Regions from separate parts of the Mus musculus genome. Here region 1 is linked to region 2. The links are chromatin contacts, called in public HiChIP or PLAC-seq maps. All regions are on one chromosome and are shown on one strand. The core of a region is the stretch at or near the end of the contact, and the rest is flanking DNA. Distances in the headings are between cores, read along the strand shown.

Evidence for each region. HiChIP or PLAC-seq counts read pairs in DNA pulled down with a chosen protein or histone mark.
Region 1: an H3K27ac HiChIP or PLAC-seq map of extraembryonic endoderm stem cells shows a contact between it and region 2, with 2.1 times the contacts expected there. The contact joins two enhancer-like sites. A contact is called at or near these places in 17 of 484 Hi-C or Micro-C datasets (the C10 cell line, astrocytes, bone marrow-derived macrophages and 10 more) and 2 of 115 datasets of contacts at active chromatin or transcription factors (extraembryonic endoderm stem cells and pancreatic cancer cells).

Annotation. Positions count from the first base shown.
Region 1 is chr5:33,958,073-33,961,420 of GRCm38.p6, forward strand. No RefSeq gene overlaps it. Among named protein-coding and RNA genes, the nearest start is that of Nelfa, 23 kb to the left of the region's middle. Within about 2 kb of position 1,464, at least 5 of the 459 cell types and tissues checked have an H3K27ac peak or open chromatin away from gene starts, as enhancers often do. A contact at or near this core is called in extraembryonic endoderm stem cells, where this site is marked.
Region 2 is chr5:33,693,820-33,697,005 of GRCm38.p6, forward strand. No RefSeq gene overlaps it. Among named protein-coding and RNA genes, the nearest start is that of Fgfr3, 26 kb to the right of the region's middle. Within about 2 kb of position 1,677, at least 114 of the 459 cell types and tissues checked have an H3K27ac peak or open chromatin away from gene starts, as enhancers often do. A contact at or near this core is called in extraembryonic endoderm stem cells, where this site is marked.

The DNA of each region.
Region 1 (3,348 bases), core at 214-2,713, 260 kb after region 2:
GGGGAGTGGACCTGCTTGGAAAACATTCTTTGGAGCAAATCCAATCTGCATTGTCAGAAAATCAGCAGTTCAGGTCACAGAAATCAACTGCAGCAACTCAATCCACTAGCAAACACTTCACACATACACCAGCAGTCCAATACTGTCTGGGCAACAAATATGAATCAGCAGTGGTGGCAGGACTTAGCAGAAACAGCCAGGCCTCAGCCAAATCAGCACAAGTCAGCAGGAGTGACCAGGACCAGCAGGGGCACCAGGGGATGTTCTTTTCTGTGCCTCTCAACGAATTGAAGATCAGCAAAGCCAAAGAGTGAAGTGTTGCAAAGCTAACTATGCAAGCTTCCCGTCACTGCCCATTAAGTCCTAATTATATTCACTCCAAACATCATGTGCCCTCCCATGGGTCTGTCTTAGCAAAACACCACACGAGTCTGTATCAGCTGACATTCCTTTGTCAATTGTCTCCAGTACGAGGAAGTGGCAAAAAGCCACCAGAGCACCACCAGAAGGTTTTTGGTGCATTTCTCTCTATGGAGTCACAACAAACAGAGCTCAGCAATGCAATGTAAGGCGAACTAATACATGTGTGTCATTAGCAAGGAATCCTTCATCAGGAGTCTTTTTCACATGCCTTAGAAAAACATCCTTTCACCTGTATCTGCTTCATCAAAATGTTCTTTGACATAACTGACTTACCAAAGAAATCAGAAATTTCCACTTCAAAAAAAAGAGTAATATCCCTTATCTCTTGCAAAAGGGACAAATGGCTACCTGTGATTGCATATCAAAGCCCATGCTGGCTCTAGGCTTCTTCAGTATACAAGAAGTTGTTTTATACTTCAAAGCTGAGACAGAATCCTAGCCTTCTCACCTCCCCAGGATTCCCTCTTCCTAGATACCTGTTTGTTCTCGTTATAATAGCAAGGGTTTTACCCCCCCTATACTATTCTCCCTTCTCTCTCTTTCTCTCTCTCTCCCCCCCCCCACTTACTCTCTTTATCTTACTCTCACAGTATGCTCTGTTCTCTGTCTCTTGCTATCCTACAATCTCCAGCATTCTCTTCCACTTCCCCACTTCCTTTGCCCCCGGCCATGTCTAATCTGCTGGCCATATTCAGTCTACTTCTTACTCCCTCTGCTCTGGATTCTTCCAGATGTCTCTGGCTGTCCTCTCTCTCATGACTACAATAAAAATCTTTAATCATATCATGGAGTAGTTGTTGGCAATTTCTTTATTGTACCCACTCACATACAGCTGTGCCAGAGCCCGCTGACAAAAGTCGAATGGTCCCTGAGTGGGGACTGAGGATTAAAGAAGAAAATAAAGAAGACATGGAGCCAAGAGGCAGTTTCAGGAGGGCTGTCAGTGAATACTGCTGCCTGAAGTTTACTGAGTACAGCCCTTTTATACTCCACAGTGCTGTGGGGAGCAAAACTACAGAATAGCAGAAACAATTGCTGACATTTACACAGGATATCTCTTATCCAGGCCTCCCTGTTCCTTCTGCCAAGGTCAATAGAACGTTCAGCCCCTTGCCGTGAGCCTCACATTTCTGTCTTCCCAATGTTCATGTTTCAGCAGGCCAGGAGATCTGTCTGCTCGCAAAACATCCTGCCAGGCCAGCAAACCCTGACCTATCTTGTCTCTGGGTAGCAGGCGGACTTTTACTCAGGCAAGTGGCTCCTGACACATCTGTTGTTGACCACCAGGAAGGGTGCACAATAGGGGCCCAGTGCTCACAGGTAGCTCACCAGAGATAACTCACACAGACACAATCTATAGTCAATTGAAAGTCATTATTCTATCCAGCTAAGATTACACGCAGGTATTCTGGAACCTAAGTCTAGCCCTAAGTATCAAAAATTATACCTTGGCTTCTTACTAGGTAGCTGCAGAAGCAAGCAGTTTAACAGAAGCTAAGTTAAGCAGTTAGTTGGAGGGGTTTCCACACAAACAGGCAGTTTAACAGAAGCTAAAATAAGTTAGCTAGGACAACCTGACCTGAGTTCCTAGAATAGAATTGGGTAATTTTCCATCGTATTCTTCCTGAAGGAGATCAAATTCTAGTTAAATTTGAAAGCCTCTGCAAGAATACAAGATGGTGGAACCTCTTCTCTGTCTTACTCTGTTACATGGCCTTCTGCTGATTTGACTCTCCTAAGGTGTAAGTGTTACACTTACAGTTCTGTAGGGAAAGGCTTCCCTTACAGAAATTCTGCTCCAGGTGCTAGGAAAGTTTCCCCACTACAAGTATAACACCTCTGCATAGTCTGGGGAAAGATCCCCCAGCAGAAGTGGTACAGCTCTGCTCCAAGCATGATCCTGGCGGTAGGGAGCCAAGGAATACCACAAAGTCACACCACACAGCAAACTTCACACAAGAGATTTATTAGGAGGGGAAACCCAGGAAGGAGGCTGCCTCTGCTAGTGGCAGAAGCAGCAGAGAACTGGGCAGAATGCCGTGTTTATATAGGGTTTCTTGGGGTGCAGAGCTTTCCAAGATGGCCTGGGATTGGAAGGTTTGTGTGGCCTGAACATTGCAGCAAAGCTCAGAGATTAGTGAGATTTTTTTTCTTGTAGGTTGGAGCCTGGCCAATAGCCCACCTCAGGATTGGAACTGCTCTTACAAAAATTAGCCATTGCAGCTGTTAGGAAAGTCTTGGGGTGGGGTATGGCTCTTCTAATGGGAGCCAGGCCACTTTCCTGCCTTGAGAGTTTACAAAGTCTACAAAGTCTACAAAAGGAAAAGCTTTATTTACAAAGTTTACAATGTGAGTCCCTGCCACTTGAACTGGTGTGAAAAGCGAAGATAAAGTATGGATCACTCGTTTCTGCTGGCTCCTGCCACCCATCACATTCAACTTGAAACTTTAATGTCCACCTATTCAGCTACTTCTTTCCACCACCTGCTCTAACCACTGGTATCTCCTGGCCTACTTGGGTTCACCTTGGAGTTTCTGCCTGTCTTCTTGGGTTTCTGAAGTCTACAACTGCTACAAAAGTTATGCCTGTGGGTCACGCAGCTTCTCACCCTCCTGGACAATCATCGTCTTGGAAGGGAAGTCCTTCCTCTGTAATTTGGACTCTGACAAGACTCCTGGTCCACTTGGCTCGGGGACACCCCAGATTGAATTCTTGCCAAAGGGCACTCACCACTTTCTCTCTTACCCTTGCTTCCCCTCCCCATCTGCTACCCCTTTTCCTAAAGTCTCTCCCAGCTCCTCTTTGCTCTGCTGTTGGCTCTCTCCCTGTAAGTATTACAGCGCAGATGGAAACATATGCTGACAATGAGGAGCTAAGGAATTACACAGAGTAACCCTGCACAACAAACCTCACACAGGAGATTT
Region 2 (3,186 bases), core at 427-2,926:
ATAGTTCTTAATTCACCTCTCTGGAGCCCCTTTCAGGCTGAAAAGTTTCTTGGAAAAATATGGTCCCTGGGCTTTGGGCCACTCTCCTAAGGAGCACAGACTATAGCATAAGCTGCTACTATAACTCAGGGTCAAGAGTATGGAGCCAGGAGAGAGTAGGAAACGACCAGGAGGGCTTCTGGGAGGAGGAGGCTCTTGGTTGAGTCTTCAGTGGTGAGAAGCTAGGGTTGGGTGGCTCTTAGATACACAGCACTGAGGTATTCTAGCCTGGTGAGGAGGTTAAGAGAAGCCGGCCCATGACAGGGACAGAATGGGATAGGGATAGAGTAGAGGGCACACTTGCCTCTCTAGCACAGGCCAGGGTACCAGCCAGAGTGGAGCAAGTTCTTACGCAGAGCTTAGAGTTCCACACTAAGAGGTGAGAAATCTCAGGTCTTAGCAGGCTAGTCCTGGACTCCAGTCTCCTGCCCTGTCTTAAGGCCCCTTCCTAAGGTGGCAGGCAGAACCCAGGTGGGCTGCAGGGGTGGGAACAGGTCACTAGAGGGCAGGGCCTGGGAGGTGGCTGTGCCCATGGGGCTCTTCCAGCCCCAGCTACCACCCAGGAGATGAAAGTCTCTGCCCCACAGTGCCCTTTGAAGGCTGTGGGAATGCCCGCAGGGCAGACTGTGCTGGGCACAGGGAGGGGAGCTACTGGGGCTGTGACCCATCTGAGATGCCAGAAGGCAGAGGAGGGCAGAAAGACCATCCTTCTTGACTCGGTTACAAAGGCAAACCCCATAACGCAGGCTTCCGTCTCCAAATCTCATAGGCTGATAGAGACCTTAGGAATGTGGCAATAGTTGGTCCTCTCCAGTTGTTGTCCTGAGTGACATGGACTTAAAGCTCAGCCAAAACCACAGGCCCAGAAGGCCCTAGAAGTCTCACCCTATTTACAGATCCACGGTGGAGCCCATACGTATACAACTGGCCAGTACGGAAACACGTCCCAGGCCAGGCTGCGCATATGGGGATGCTCTGGCCTGGGAACCATCTCCCTGCCCCTCACTTTGCCATGGCTTTGGGCCCATTGAGGGCTTGAACCCTGGCTGGCTCTAGGGATGGGGTGGGCGCGGGCTCCCGAAGACCTGAGGACAGGGGCGGGGCCTGTCGTTCCTGGGGTGGGGCCGGTATTGGAATGTTTGCGCTCAATGTTTGTCCTGCGGGGGAGGTGTGTGCACGAGGGGACGGGTGGGGGGGGCAAGGGGGCGGGTAGCAGGGGTGTTCAGGGCAACGAGGCCCAGCTGAGTCTACAGCTCGGTCAGCCAGGGTTAGACAGAGGGACCCTCAGCCGGGATGGGGAATTCCAGGGCCAGAGACCTGGACACAAAAGGGTTCTTCCTGCTGTCAGCCGACCACTTGTGGGCCCTGGCTGGGAGGCCTGCACACAGCCCACATGGACCTGCCCAACCCGCTCCGCTCCTGTTAGTCGCCCCCTCCCGGGGCTTCCCAGCCCGGCGCGGAGATTATGCAAATCCCCGGCGGCTCCTTAATTAAATCCCTAACGAGGCGCTGGGGCCGGGCCAGGGGCGGCGCTGAAAGCTGGGGTCACGCTCCGGAGGGGCCGCCGTCTGTGCTGCGAGGGGCCAGCGGCGGGCCAGGCCTGAGCGCAGCGCGCCGAGGGGTGGCCCAGTCCCAGTCCCGAGGCCTCGTGCGCGCACCGCTTCTCGCCGAGTCCCCGCGCATTGTACGGGGGCCGGTCCCCGGCAGGGAGGCCGTGGGCGGAGCGGTCGTCGGGGCCGGGGCCCCCCGCGCCCTGCACTCCCCTTTCAGCCGCCTGTTGTTGGGCCAACAGCTCGGGCCGCGGCCGCCTGAAAGGCCGGGATTAGCGAACATTAGCGGCCTTTGAGCGGCGCCCGGGGCGCCCCTTCCCGGCCACGCCCCACGCGGCCAACCCCTAGCCCCCTGGGACTCTGCGCTCGCGGCCGCTGGGGCGTGGCAGGCCTGGAGCTCCAGCCAACTCCACGACCTGGCCGCCCACCCGGCGGAGTAACTCTTAGGGGCACGCCATACATTGGGCATCCATAGCTGCTAGGGGGAGGTCGCAGCCCCTTGGCCTTCAGGTTGGGGTGGGGAGATGTGTGCTGCCCACCCGACCTCTGGCTTCCGATCTTCCTCACCCTGCGATGCACTGTTTCTGCCAGGCAGCCGGCTAGATTTTCCCGAGCTCCGCTCCAGGCACTGTCCCTTGCCCTTCTTTTCCTCCCGAGCAGCCTGGACTCAGGGATAGATGGGCATATTATCCCCACGTGCTCTATGTAACTCTGGTCTGGGACCTTTTGTCTCAGTCCTGGGGCTCTGAGCAGCTTCTGTTTCCTAATTAATGGGAGGGCACTTCCCTAGAGACAGAAATCAGGGGTACTTTTTTTTTCTGAGTGCTGTCTGTTTCCCCCGGACTTGGTGTGAAAAAGAGGTGTTCTTATGGTCGTTATCACTCACTTTTTACAAATGGGGAGTGCCAACATCACTGCCCAGCACACCAGGAGCAGGAATCACCAGGGGAGCGTCTGTCTCTTTCCTCACCTGGCCCAGCTAGCTCCCTGCAGCCACCTGTCTTTTGAGGAGTTGGGGCCTGGATCACCCTTACAGTGGTCCAGTAGCTTCCTCCTCAGGCTCCACCAGAGCTGGACCTCCTCTCCCTAATCCTCGGTGCTGGGAGTGGAGGCAGCCTGAAAGCCCACCTGCCTTTCCGGACCTGTTGAGCCACCCAGACTCATAGACATGGGCACACATGCCCCCACACGCACCCCACACACACCTGCAGCTCCGAGTGCCCCCGCCCCAGGAGAGTAAACATCTTCACCTGAGGAAGCAGTAGGCTCTGAGAGAAAAAATGTGGCCAAACCTGACCCAGGCAGGCCTGTAGAGAGCTGGCAGCCCCCACTTTTATACCAGCACAGAGTTAGGCTGGCCTCTCAAATTTGGTGGTTAAGACACTGACAGCCCCTCCACCTTCCTTCCACCCATGGGCTGGCACATTGGCACTAGGGCTGGGTAGATGGGCACCCTCCCTGTTCAGGGTAGGGCTTGCTGGTGGTGTGTGCACACAGAGGTGGATTGCTTCTAGTCCTGGAGAGCTTCTTGTGTACCATAGAGGGTCCCAAGGCCACCTTCTCATTTGCCCTGGAGTTTTATCAAGAAAAGCCAGGC